Regions from separate parts of the Mus musculus genome. Here regions 1 and 2 are each linked to region 3. A link is a contact called in public Hi-C data. All regions are on one chromosome and are shown on one strand. The core of a region is the stretch at or near the end of the contact, and the rest is flanking DNA. Distances in the headings are between cores, read along the strand shown.

Region 1 (4,675 bases), core at 1,237-3,736, 190 kb before region 3:
ACAAACATCAGCTTCAGAAGGGTCACCCTAGTAGGCCATATGTGCTCAAATGCACATAAGCGAAGGCTGAAGTTGTAGCACTAATGTGCCCATGTACTGAAAAAGCGAATTGTTAGAAACAGGGCTCGTTAGTGAGATCCACATTTTAAGAATCAAAAGTACTTACAAGTGAGGGGACAACTTTCCTCTCAAATTGACACTTCAAAGGAAGGGAGACAGCTCCATCAGGAACTGAGTGCCTTGGTAAATCAGTAGCAATCAGTAGCCATGGGAAGTGCAGGGGGAGCAAGCAGAGGCGGTACAAACTAGTCACCTCCAAATGGATCGCTGTGGTTGGTGTCTGTGTATATGCACTGTACATACTAACCAGGTACACACATAAATATTTAATATATAAAAAATAAAGTGCTTTCTAAGAGGCCCCTAGGCAGGGACGTTATAAAACATTTCACAAAACAGCAAAACAAAATTGATACAATCAAAAAAACAACACTATAACCAACATAGGTGAAAACAGCCAAACACATAATGTACAATCTGGTGTTCCAGGACAAACATCTGTCATATACATGGTATATACATATATACTTTTTCACTCAATATATTATGACAATATATATTTAAAATTTTGTTATAGACAAAAAAAAAAGAAACTCAGAAAAACAAAAAAACAAAACAAAGACAAGAAACAACTCCTACAAAAACATAATAAGGATCAAGCATGTGAGTCCAAGACCAACAGGCAAATCCCTACATCCCCCACAGCTGCTGGGGAAGATGTGCCAGCGTTCCTTTCTTGGGTGCAGCGCTTCCACATCCTCCAAGGCACTGTGGGCTGCAGCAGTAAAGTTGGCATCACCAGTGGTGAGCAGGTCGAAGACACACGATTGGAAATAGATGTCCTTCACCGGCATCTTCTCGTGGCATTGGGTGCTGGCAGTCTCCAGTGTGTAGCCAGGCCAGGCCTGCACTGAGGTGGTGTGAGGCAGGCTGTGCCCCAGGATAGCAGACACCTGGCCTTGTCCATCATCAATGCATTCACTCATGGGGCAGCCATTCACACACAGCTGCAAGTCCTGGCTTTCCTCATAGGACATGGCCAAGTCTTCGGGCATCCGGATAGCGAGGGTTAGGTAGCGACCCAGCTGTCGCACAAACACTGTGGTGCCTATGTAGCGGGCATGCATCTCTACGTAGCGGCCACTCTCCTTCTCCACGATGTGAAGACTCTTCACGTCACCGTCCCCCCCACTGGTGGTGCCATCTACAAAGGCGGCCGGCAGGTCATCTGTCACAGCTTGGTACACCTTCTGATCCGTGCACTCGTGCTGTGCTTTGAAGATAATCGTGACCTGTGGGGTGGAAGATGCACAAGTTAACACAGCTGGGGGGAGGGCGCCACTCCACAGCAGAGCTCCCTACGCCTGCTTTGGAGCGAGCCTTGGGAACAGTACATTTATTTGTCTCCTTCTAAAACTAACTAAAGTAGAGCATAGTTGGGGTGAGGGTGGAGGTTCCTGGCTAAGATGAACAGAAGCTTCTAGGGGCTTAATTAATGATATATCTAACAGAGCCCTGCCTTCTACAGAGATCATTCACTGACTATCTCCATTTTGCACGACTCATCACTATTAATATAAATACTGAGAGACAAGACAGAGGCTCTTTGGGGGTGGGGGTGGGGTATCCGCAACAACTACCAATCATGTGCCTCGGGAGAGATCTCTTTAAGTCTCTTAATCAAATGTTTTGCATAAGTGCTTAATCCCTGTGACAGGGAATTATTTGGCAAGCATGGCTCTCAAGCACTGGCAGAGATAACATGCTCCAAACCTCGGAACAGAAGATGGTTTCCTTAAACTCCACCAGGGGCCTGACTCCTCACAGCTTTTCCCAGTAAGCTCTTAATTTTCCAAATGAAGCAAATAGTTCAGAGAGGGAAAAAAAACCCTTACCCATTGATAAATACAAAACCTTCCTCAGTAAGACCGCTCTTGTCCTTGCGGAATCCTTTTGTTATAACAATTATAAAAAACTGTAGCAAATGAACCTGTTCCCAGTTTTGCAGTCAGCTTCTGAGGGGACAGGTTAAGTAGGAAGGGGCAGAGTTCTGTGTGCCCCTCCCCCAGCACCATCTGACAGAGCCTCTGAGATTCAGTTTACGCAGTAGCAGTTTGTTACAGAGCCAGTTATGCAGTAAGTTTGTTTGTTCCGGTTTTTTTTTTTAAATTAAAAAAAAAAAAGAATAAAGGACTGGGTGACTTGAGTCAAGAAGGCAGATAAGCCACACACTCCACGAAACTCTGATGCCGTGAGACTTAGCTCCTGCAAGGAAACTAGTCAAAACAATGGACCCTTGTTTAAGAGGCCAGAAATGCCCCCCAAATCCTGACTACCACCCTCAAGCTCACGTCTGAAGTTTCTCCCCAAGTCAGCCAGCAGTTGCTCACACTATTTAATTCCACATGTTCCCACTGGTGGTACTTGACTGGAATTTTCCAGTCATTTCATTTGACTTCAGCCAGTTACAAAGCCCAGCTCTGAGGCAGCTGCACTGCAGCAACTGGCTAAGTTCATATCCGTTGTTTGCAGCTGCAACTGAAAGCCAGACAATGTGCTGTGAAACCCTGGGCTTTCTCCCCTAATTACCCAGAGCCACAATTTGATTTCACGACGACCAGCCCTTCTCACATTTCAACACCTTCTTTACAAGCCAGAGAAGGTGACTAGAGATGACTTGAGGAGAACTGCTGACTCTAACCATGGGACCTTCCCCTGTGAGGCGGTCTGAGGTGGGTATCTAAGGAGACTATAAAACACATTTATTTGGTGGCTCTAAAGTCAGTTTGACAAGTCCTTTTTTAAGACAAGCTGGGATTGCTAGGAGGTGAAAAGATTAAATTCAAGTAAATTCCGTACCTGGAAACACTGGGGGAAGGATAGAAAACACTGAAGGTTAACCAACACAGACAGCTAAGAGCAAAGTCAGTAACATTGTTTCACATAGTCCTGAGCACAGATCGGCTCAGCTGAAACACAGTCAAAAACTGAGAAAATCCAACAACTCAGTAACGTGTCTTTCTGGTCTAACAAACTTGTTTAAACCAACTTGGCATTGCATGCAAGGACTATGAACATTTTGTTCACATTAGGAAGAGAGAAAAGGAATTCAGTTTTGTTGGGGCAACAAAGCAGAGCTATCCAATTGCAAACCAGTTACCAAAAAAGACACACAGGAGTCAATGCTAAGATGAGTGGAATAGTTTCATGTTTAACCAAGCCTGCCGTTTTCATTAGGCACAGCAATTCCAACGTGGAACTCAGGACTAGTTTTAAACACCCCTCACCCACTTATCCTCTGTGATACAGCAGGGCACATGGAAAACTAGTGTTCTCTTGGGCCTGTACCTATCGAATATTCTACTCTACCTTATAGATTTTGTCTACTCATTTTACTTGATGAGACTTTCTGTCTGATAAAATTACAGTGCTATCTTTCAGTTGGCCATGTGTGTAGAATTATCTGTTGAATCAACATGGCAAGGGGCTGAAAGAACCTCAGAGCATGGGGAAGGGTCCCTGAGAAGTCCCTTGTAGTTTAAGTGTGTACCTGAGCAGGGACCTAGATTCATAATCAATGCAGTGTAGAAAAAACTCTGGGTAGCAGTTTCACATGACTTGAGTTTTGTAATTCCATGCCACTCCTCAGAACAATTACAACACAAGCTCTCAACAAGCAAGCACTCAGCTGTGACCAGCATGAAATCCATTTTAGATTGTCTACCTCTCCAGGAAAGCAAAGCTGTTCGTCCGTACTAATTCTCACTTTAAAAATATACAAAATTTCACTGGAATTTTTGCAAATTCCAAACCTTAAGAATGTTCACATAGCAGCCATCACAATCCTAAAATGGGTATTCAAGTTGTTTACAGCTTTCACTTAGCACTTAGAAACTGTAAAACACCGGCCATGCTGCTTGCTTCCCCTCCACTAACTGATCCATATTCAGTAATAACTCAATTTGTCACATCTGCTCATGCCACACCATTTATTATTGATGGGTGGCATTTCTGTGCATTTAAAACATCGATGTCTTTTGTTAAACCTCCTCCATGTAGTTCCTCTTAACCCCGCCTTAGACAAACTACTCTAGCTTTCCTCATTCATTTTTAATCTCACTCCAGAGATCTCCACCACCCACAGGGTCTATAAGGAAGAGAGGGAGAGCAGCTACCACATACGAAAGACAAAAGGAACTTAAGGGCTGTTATAAAATGAAGAACAGCGAGCGGCTCTCAACCTTCCTAATGCTGTGACCTTTTAATATAAATATAGTTCCTTGTGTTGTAGTGACCTCAACCATGACATTATTTGTTGCTACTTCATAACTGTAATTTTGCTACTGTTATGAATCATAATAGAAATATCTGTGATTTCCAATGGTCTAAGGCCACCCCTTGTGAAAAAGGTGTTTGAGATGCTCAAGAGGTCACAGCCCACAGTTTGGGTACCACTGGTTAAGGCGCACCTGCCTGCCTCTCTTTCCAGCCAGCAAGTCAAGGAAATACACGAAATGGAATTGAACAAGTCCTGAGGAAGATCTAAGCCCTGCCTCACCAGTATACAGAGAAATCTTCCCAAGGTACACTACTAGCCTGGAAAACACCACACTCA
Region 2 (4,357 bases), core at 100-2,599, 220 kb after region 3:
ATCTATTGAACAAGTTTTTTTCTGGCCCTATCATAGTTTATACGGCCTCATCTTTACTATGCAAGAAAATGAAGAACTATGAGAACAATGTGAACACACAGATAACCCAAACACAGTGAACAGAAACATCACATTTCAGTTTTAACTTAATTCTGTAACAGTTTTACATCTCAATATTGTCACTCTATTATGCACTTCTTCTTCTTCTTCCCCTTCTCCTCCTCCTCCTTTTCCTCTTTTTCCTTTTGCTTGTATTAAACAGAAAGGTTTAATAATTCACAGTCACATCTTTCCACAATTTTGCAAACAAAACATAGTTTTTATCCTCTAAACTTAGATTTTTTTGTAAGCTTTAAAGATTTTAAAAAGTCTTATGATGTTCAAATTCAGAATTCAGAGAAAATAGTCATGACAATAGTCTCCCATAATATTGATATCCTCTATGTCAGAGGGATATTTTCTTTGACTCCTTTCTTTAAGCCTATAATGTTATGCCCTTGCCATCTGATATTCATTAGGTTCCTATCAGAATTTCATAGTAGACAGCTTTGGACAAATGTTCTTAATATTTTATAATATTATGCATGTTTGTTACTACCCTAAAAACTCCAGTGTGCTGCCCATTCTTTCCCTTTCTCCTCTGCATAACTTGAAATGTCCTTTGTGTTTGAATGCTGTCTTACCGGATTTTCCCTTTACTCAGGGATTGATTAGATGCAGTCACTTTAGTAACATAGTATAAGGTAAAATTTAGGGTTTGCTTCCTTAAATTCTGTTCCAATAAATAGATTTAAGTTTGTTAAAATAAAGTGAAAGTGGAGGAACAGAAGGGGAGGGAGAGAAGGAGTGAGGGAGAAAAGGCGGGAGAGGGAATGAGGGGTGAGAGAAAGAGAGAGAAAGAGAGAGAGAGGGAGGGAGGGAGAGAGGGAGGGAGAGAGAGAGAGGGAGGGAGAGAGAGGGAGAGAGAGAGAGGGAGGGAGAGAGAGAGAGAGAGGGAGGGAGAGAGAGAGAGGGAGAGAAAGGGAGAGAGAGGGAGAGAGAGGGAGAGACAGGGAGAGAGAGACCTGGATCATGTCCCTTTCATCTGCAACTAAGACTTATGTATAAAAATATTTTGTAAAATAATTGTCCACAGATACACACAAAAATATATTTTAAGGAAGAAGTGTACTTTAAGCACTACTCTAATCCAAAGTGTGCATATACATATGCAAACATAAAGCACATAGGGCTTTTGTGGGCACTGGCCAGGGTATTACAACTTAGGAATGTATGCTCACCAGAGCTAAGGCTGAGCTGGACCACCCACTAAACAGGGGCCACCCAAGGGAAAATTGGAGACCTGGGCAGGCAGTGCTGCCAGATTTGCTTCACAAAAACAGCTGCAGACATGGAATAGAACTGGGATGGCCATCCCAGCACCTGCTGCCTGGCCCAGACAGCTGGGGATAAGGCTGTGTGGGCCCAGCTGCTTTTAGGAAGGGCACTAACAAAGACTACCGCCGTTTTGGCATATGTCAACTCTTGCTATATTTGGTTGAGGAAGTTTGGCAGGGAGTTATGTGGTGTACCAACTAAAATTTAGGCTGATTAGTCATAAACCAGAATCATAAAATCATAGGATTGGAGGAACCTCCCGTAAAGTGGGTTTCAAACTTTGGTATGAATTAGAATAACATTGGGAATTCCAAACAAGGGTGGTTTCCAGACCTAACACCTTACAGAATCTAACGCAGTGGGTCTTGAGTGAAATTATTTAGAATTTACATTTTAGTCAGTACATGAAGTAAATTTCATCTAGATGAACTATGGAGTTTAAAGTTCTAAGGAACCTCACAGTTTGAGATATTTGTTTAAAATGTATATCATGTTGAGTTCTTATTTCAAAAGTAAGGTTGTATATAAATCTACCAGAAGTTATGAATTTCCCCTCTGCTAAACACAAATATGTAAGAATCATCCAAGTGATTATTGTCTTAAAGGTTCAGTATAGGCCACCAGCCATACATTTCCTTTAATGCCTCTACCTGCCAAAGTTACCACAACCTTTACAAACAGCACTACCAGGTGAAGATCAAGTTTCAAACAGCAAAGCCTAAAGGGCAGATTTCATATTCAAACCACAGTTAGGCAGGCTTCTATGAGGAAATACAAGATTAGCAGGAGGAAGTCAAAGTTCTGCGACAATATGGTTGCCCAGGATAAAACCAAGTAGGACCAGGGGCCCTATGAAGTCAGGGAAAGACTGTATGCAATGAATGATTGACACTACAGATTTATCAGAAGGGCTGGATGATATGATAAAAGGTTTGTGTTGGGGCAAAATAAACTTGATAGACAGGTGACAGGAATTTACAAACTGCAGTTGTATGAGCCAGTGGAAGGATACTTTTGTGCAAGGCCCTGGTGCTGTTGTATTTTGATGTTAATTCCATTCTCCTAGGAGGGGTTGTCTGGAATGAGGAATGAGTCACATACACAAGTGACTCCTTGTGACCCATCCCCTAATGAATACAGTAATTAATCCCTGGGAGAGTAGGTGGGACTTCTGGGCTGGAGAGAGGAAGAGAGGAAACAGAAAAGAGTTAGGGGCTTTTTTTTTTTTTTTTTTTTTTTGGTCGGGTTAGCGAGAGGCAAGATGTAGCTACTAGTGTCTCCCGGTTTATATGGCCAATATGCCAAGATTCTCCAACAGAGGATTTAGATTTAATATGGTTTAGAAGATTAGGATTATGGTTGTTGTGCCCAGAGATTGAGTTTCCATTGTTTCTGAAAGTTTGTGTTGCATTTTCCTTCATGCCACGGTTTGACTGGGTTTAAGAGAGAAAGGTTCGGCAGCAAAGCGTAGGTTTGCCAGATGTGCACCAAAAAGGCCGTGGGGATTTTGAAGCATGGGGCTAGCTCATAACGATTCATCAGTGGGAATTTAGCGAGCTGGGTGGAAAGATTTGAAACTCCGGGGCCAGAGAGTCTGCTGAGATGAGAACACCTGGCTAGAGCCATGTGGCCCCCCCGCCCCCCACCCCCGTGCCCAAAGTAGCGCAGGAATTTGCTGTTCATTTTAATATTTCTCACAACACACTCTGAACAAGAAAAAATATTTTTATTGAGGGGAGGAGAGGGTGATAGAGGTAGATAGATAGGACATTGATAGATAATAGATAGATGATAGATAGCCAGATCCAGCATGGAAATCCATGAAGGAATATTGGGGAATAAAACACCACAATGAGTAAAGAGAGGAAATGGAAGCCGTTTACCAAAGACAAACCATATAAAGCCGAGCAGTACTGTTTTTTATAACAGATCCATAGTCCTCAGGAGACTCAGAGCCAGCTTCAGATCCAGTGACTATTCTGGTGTATGAATCAGCGGTAGAGAGAAACACCATTTTATCATTCTATATGATCCAAAGACAGCAGCTAGGCATCACATGAAAGAGAATCGAATCTATTGTCAAAATCTGAATTCTTCAGGGATCTGATCTGAGTGAAGGGGAGAAAGCGCCGACTCATCCTGCTTAATCTCCTAGGTAAGGGAAGGGCCGGAAGGGAGAGGCAGTTCTGTGGCACAGGAGAGTCAGACACATACAAAGGAAAAAAATGTGACCAGGTTGGAAAGTGTACAGGGAAGGATTATATGATCAACCGAGAATTACTCTGGTGCGTGGTAGATTGAATCATGAGACCAGCCAGGAATCAAATTCAGCAGCCACTTATCTGTCTCACTGCCACAGGGCCCTTGGATCCTAAAGTTCTAAGGCTAGAGATGATACCTATCGATATATCCATTTATCAGGGTTAGAAATAGTCCAGAAGCCTTAAAAATATGAAAACAAGCCATCTACAAATACAGATCTTAATGATATGGATGCTTCCTATATTCCCATCACTCTTGGGAAACATCACCTAGATAAAATAAAAGTATTAAAAAAAAGATAAGATCTGAAAAGTCTCAGGGGGATGGGAGAGCGAGCTCAGTGTACAGGATGCAGAATTAAGTGTGACCAGCAGAGGCCCCTGACACTCAGCAGCAGAGAAGGGAAACTACCAAAGATAGCTCTGGGGGATTTTGGACAGCCATTCAATCCAATCTAAGCAATGGACCAAGCCATTGAAAAAGGATCCCACTAAGACTTCCTCCCATGCATAGACTGGTGGTCTCCATGTTAGACAGCCGACAGAGCAGCTACTCCAACACTTCCCATCCTTACTTTTGTGATTCATGGTTTTTATATTTAGCAGAATTTTTACTTTTTATATATAAATTTTTATGTTGTTCTTGCCCCTGTCGTAATCATCAAATTCTATATGTGATTTTTTTTTTCACTTTTAGGCAATGTATTTTCTTTTTAACA
Region 3 (4,380 bases), core at 1,680-4,179:
TAGTATAGTACAGAGTTTATTCAGGGCATTGGGAGGGGAGTTAAGAGGGTAGTCAAGGCAGAGAAAGGTAGGGAGAAGTAGTGGAGAAGATGAGTAGAGGCCGGCCATGAGCACGTGGAGAGAGAGTGGAGAAGGAAATGGGGAGGGGGGGGGAAGGGGTAAGAGGACAGAGTCAGAGCAAGAAGGAAAGGGCAAGAGAAGAACAAGAGAGGGAAGAGGGAGCAAGCAGCCCCATTTATAAGTGGGTAAGACCTTGCCAGGTAACTGTGGGGTGGAGCTTAGACAGAATGCTAACAGTAGGACTCTCCAATAACACCAGTAAACAGCATGGAGGAGCATAATGTAGGAGTGAGTGATGGCTTGGTTATGTCCTCTTTAACAGTATATGGAGTATAGGGTACACCTACCAAATAAACAGGACCATTGCTTTGTGTGTGTACAAAGACCCACTGCAATAGCACAGTTGTGGAGCTTCGAGATGCTCTATATGCTCAGATTGTCATCTTCATTGGTGATAAGTTTTGCATAGATAGAAACTCATTCTTTTTAGAGTCTCCAGGTCTTAGCTCAACTCACAGTTGTGATAGCAAACAACATACTGCATTAAAATTCTTCATGATCAGCCTGATCCTGTCTACAGTCCTTTGTTTTTCAGTCCTGCCCTGGATTTTCTCCTGTGCTATTCTCATGAAGCTGTCCTGTAATGCTGCTTCCTTTATCCTCAGTGTAGACCCATGCACGATTCAGCACAGTGTAAGCTACACACACACATACACACACACACACACACACACACACACACACACACACACACACACACACGAGGTCTCCCCTTTTGGTTTTGAATACGAACCTTTCTTCCTTTGTAATTTAGAGCTCCTAACTGTCGCTTTCACTCTGACTCTTCCAAGGCTTTCTACAAGCCTTTTGCAAGAAGATCATATGTTTCAAAAGAGGTAACTATTTACTGCTGCTCGCCCAGGTTTCCTGCTGTGGTCAAAGTGATTTGTAAATCACTCTGAGAATGTGCTAGGTTAGTGAGGGTCTACTCTCTGACATTTCCCTCAGATTTTTCTTTGGGGTGGGGTGGGTTCACTGTTTCATCAACATTTGTGTATTGCTTGATGAAGCAGAGGTTGGGCCCCTTGATCCAGTGTTCTGATTAGGGATCCTATACTATAAGCTTTCTGTTCACTTCCTATGTCAGCAGCCATAGCCACATAGTCTCTATATGGTTAGATGGGTTTCTTTTGAGATTTCAAATCTCAACTTTTCTTTTTCTCTGGAGCATGAAAGTTAGGAGTAAGTAAGTGTCATTAAATAGTGCTAGAAAGATTTTAGTTAGTTAATTTTAGTTAGTTAAATTACAATGCTCTTTTGTTTTCTCAGATTTTAGGTGGAGAACTTAAAATCATAACATTTTCCATAACGTTTTCAAACACTTATTTTTTTGAAAGGCTTTTCAGCACATGCACTGCAAACAATAAAACTCAGTCTATGCATTATTCTATTTAGTTTTCCAATGATGTTTCAAAGGAATTTAGCCTTTAAGTCTACAGATCAGTACTCAAAGGAGATTGTCAGCTTTATACAATCTAGATCACCTGTGAAGGCAGTCTCAATGAGGGTTTGTCTAGATCAGGTTGGCCTGTGGGCGTGTGTGTGTGTGTGTGTGTGTGTGTGTGTGTGTGTGTGTGTGTAGTGGGCTACCTTGGTTAAATGAATTGAAGTGGGAAGAACCATCATGAATGTGGGCATCATTTCATGAGCTGGGTCCTGGACTCCGTAAGACGGGAACAGGCAAGCTGAGTACTAGCATGTATGGTCTCATCTCTCTGCTGGACTGCAGATGTGACTGGCCTCTTCAAGTTTCTGCCCCTTTAACTTTCTCGCAACGATATAATATGACCAGGATTGTAAGCTAAAATAAACCCTTTCATCCTAAGTTGGTTCTGTCAGGGCATTTATCATAGCTATTGGAAACGAAACAAGTATTTGATCACTATAGTAATTAAAAATAAGCCAAACTAAAAAATCTTCTGAGCTCTACTTTCAGGTTAAGGAAGACTTCATACTATTGAAAATGTGGACTTTTTCTATAAGTAAGTAAAGCCACAGCATCTTTCACCTTATTTTCTATAAAAACATGTAATAGTCCATTGAAAGGATATAAAAAAGGCAAGATTCACAATCTCTTTCTATCGGATAGGACTGTTCTATGTGTTGGAGGCTTACTAATAGCTTTACTCTTAACCCATATAAGGAAAAGAAAACTCCACAGCTCAGATAGAACTCAGACAGATCTGCTTTCAGCATGTCACTAAACCAGTGTGTAGAAACAAGTAATTAAAAGGACACAAAGCCCTTAATCAATTGCGCACCAGTTATCTTTGATTGCTCTTGCAAAGGACAAATTATGCACAAACTGCTTGCAAGCCTGGAGAAAAAAAAGGTTCCATTATCTTCTTTCTGAAATCACTTCTCTGCAAAGACAAGGACATCCCTATTGCAGACCTCTTGGTTTAATTAAAAGGACACAAACATCAGCTGATGTTGCAGCATATCAAATGTTTCCCTGTCAGTGAGACAGAGTGAATGGAGGAGCGGGGGAGGTTGGCTGGAAGAATTTCTTTTTCATAATGACTGGCCCCTTTCACTTTGACCATCTGTTTTCTCATGGTGAAAAGCCCCATTGCTGGTATCCTGGCATAGCTTTGCATGCCTTTGTGCTTGTGGGACATTCAATCTTGCGTCTGATACATGCTGATCTGTGACACTTCCTAACAAATAAGGCTTTGTTCAAACAAAGAGACTCCCTGATAGGAACTGTAAACTTGGAGCTTGATATCCTAAAGGAAACCCAGGCCATGGGTGAGCTGGCACAGGAAATTCTCTTCAAGGCAGCAGAGCTAGAAGAGGTCACACCCCTGTGCACACTTGCGTTCTTTCAGATCTTCCCAGACCGCCTGCTTTAGACAGGGCAGCTCCAGAGCACAGCTGCATAGGGCTCAGGGAAGAATGCGAGCCATATTCATTACAGGCTGAAGCTAGCTCTTTACAATCATGGCATTTATTTGTGGAGGGTCTTCATTCTGAAATGTGCCCCCACAATCGTTAACCCTTGCAAATCAGTAACCTCATGAGGCCCAAATTTAATCGTGTTCAATAGAACTATTTTAGGACTAATACATTTTTTTTTTTTTTTGGGCATTTTCCTCATCACTAGTTTTCTCTCTGTTTCTATCTTCTTCAACTTTTCTTTCTACTAATTATTTTTAGGTTGGTTTGGGGTTTCCAACTACAAAGTCATCCATCTTTTTTACTGTGATATTTCTTCCTTCCTTCCTTCCTTCCTTCCTTCCTTCCTTCCATCCTTCCTTCCCTCCCTCCCTCCCTCCCTCCCTCCCTCCCTCCCTCCCTCCCTCCCTCCCTCCCTCCCTTCCTCCTCTCTCTCTCTTCCCTCCCTCCCTCTCTCTCCTCTCTCTCTCCTCTTTCTTTCTTTCTTTCTTTCTTTCTCCCATTCTTTCATTCAATATTTGTTCACTGTCTATGGGTATTTGCCTACACGTGTCTCTGTGTACCATGTGTGCACCTGATGCCCAGGGAGGTCAGAAGTCACATCAGATTCCCTAGGACTGGCAATACACAGTTGTGAGCTGCCACAGGAGAAGGAAGGTTTGAGCTTGGTTCTCTCAGTGAGCAGCCAGAGCTCTTAACTGCTGAGCCCTCCCTCCAGCAGTATTATGTGCTATTCCTAGGGCTCCTTACATCTTAGACTTAAGTTAGGGAGAGAAAAATCTATAGTGAGCTGGAAAGGATTGTGGGTTGAGGGAGGTGGTAGAGCAAGCCCCAGCCTAGGAAAAGCAATACTTACTATTGCGGGTTATTATTTAAAGTCACGTTTGAATGTAAGCATCCTTAGAACGTTAAAAAAAATGTACCATTTTCTTTCCTTGGCAAACTCCTCCATATTCACTCAGAGGGTCTTCCATGTCAGCTCTTTGTTCTGGTTTAGGAAAACCAAGTGCTTCTTCCTTGTGTTCCCTCAACATTTTAAGTCAAAACTTGCAAGTAGCATACTACGGAGCCTTTTGTTTTTATAGATATCTCTCCTGTGAGTCATAAGACAGGGATTGCGTATTTATTTGTTAATTTATTATTCATCTTTGTATCTGTCCCACACTTTGAGAAGAACCTGGCCTATACAGGCTCCCACTGATATTATGCTGAATAAGTAGAACTTACTGATTAACTACTAGCACAATTTGGGAGGGAAGAAATAAAGAAATAAGGCAGAAGAGACAAAGCTGATTTAACTTACATCTGTCAAACTTTTCGGGGCTGCATTACACATATTTTGCTTTCTGATTCTTCCCATTC

Evidence for each region. Hi-C and Micro-C count contacts between places; a contact is called where the count stands out from the background.
Region 1: a Hi-C map of the C3H10T1/2 cell line shows a contact between it and region 3, with 5 times the contacts expected there. The contact joins two enhancer-like sites. A contact is called at or near these places in 9 of 484 Hi-C or Micro-C datasets (the C3H10T1/2 cell line, embryonic stem cells, granulocyte-monocyte progenitors and 4 more), 3 of 115 datasets of contacts at active chromatin or transcription factors (embryonic stem cells and fibro-adipogenic progenitors) and 1 of 9 other capture datasets (embryonic stem cells).
Region 2: a Hi-C map of myocytes shows a contact between it and region 3, with 3 times the contacts expected there. The contact joins two enhancer-like sites. A contact is called at or near these places in 2 of 484 Hi-C or Micro-C datasets (myocytes and nephron progenitors).

Annotation. Positions count from the first base shown.
Region 1 is chr17:15,806,450-15,811,124 of GRCm38.p6, forward strand. It overlaps Rgmb (repulsive guidance molecule family member B), which reads right to left. Exons shown (of 5, transcript NM_001372257.1): 5 at 1-1,352. The coding sequence ends at 696. Among named protein-coding and RNA genes, the nearest start is that of Rgmb, 22 kb to the right of the region's middle. Within about 2 kb of position 2,487, at least 90 of the 459 cell types and tissues checked have an H3K27ac peak or open chromatin away from gene starts, as enhancers often do. A contact at or near this core is called in the C3H10T1/2 cell line and neural progenitor cells, where this site is marked.
Region 2 is chr17:16,217,397-16,221,753 of GRCm38.p6, forward strand. No RefSeq gene overlaps it. Among named protein-coding and RNA genes, the nearest start is that of Gm41534, 16 kb to the right of the region's middle. Within about 2 kb of position 1,350, at least 16 of the 459 cell types and tissues checked have an H3K27ac peak or open chromatin away from gene starts, as enhancers often do. A contact at or near this core is called in myocytes, where this site is marked.
Region 3 is chr17:15,991,247-15,995,626 of GRCm38.p6, forward strand. No RefSeq gene overlaps it. Among named protein-coding and RNA genes, the nearest start is that of Gm41533, 86 kb to the left of the region's middle. Within about 2 kb of position 2,930, at least 102 of the 459 cell types and tissues checked have an H3K27ac peak or open chromatin away from gene starts, as enhancers often do. A contact at or near this core is called in the C3H10T1/2 cell line, myocytes and neural progenitor cells, where this site is marked.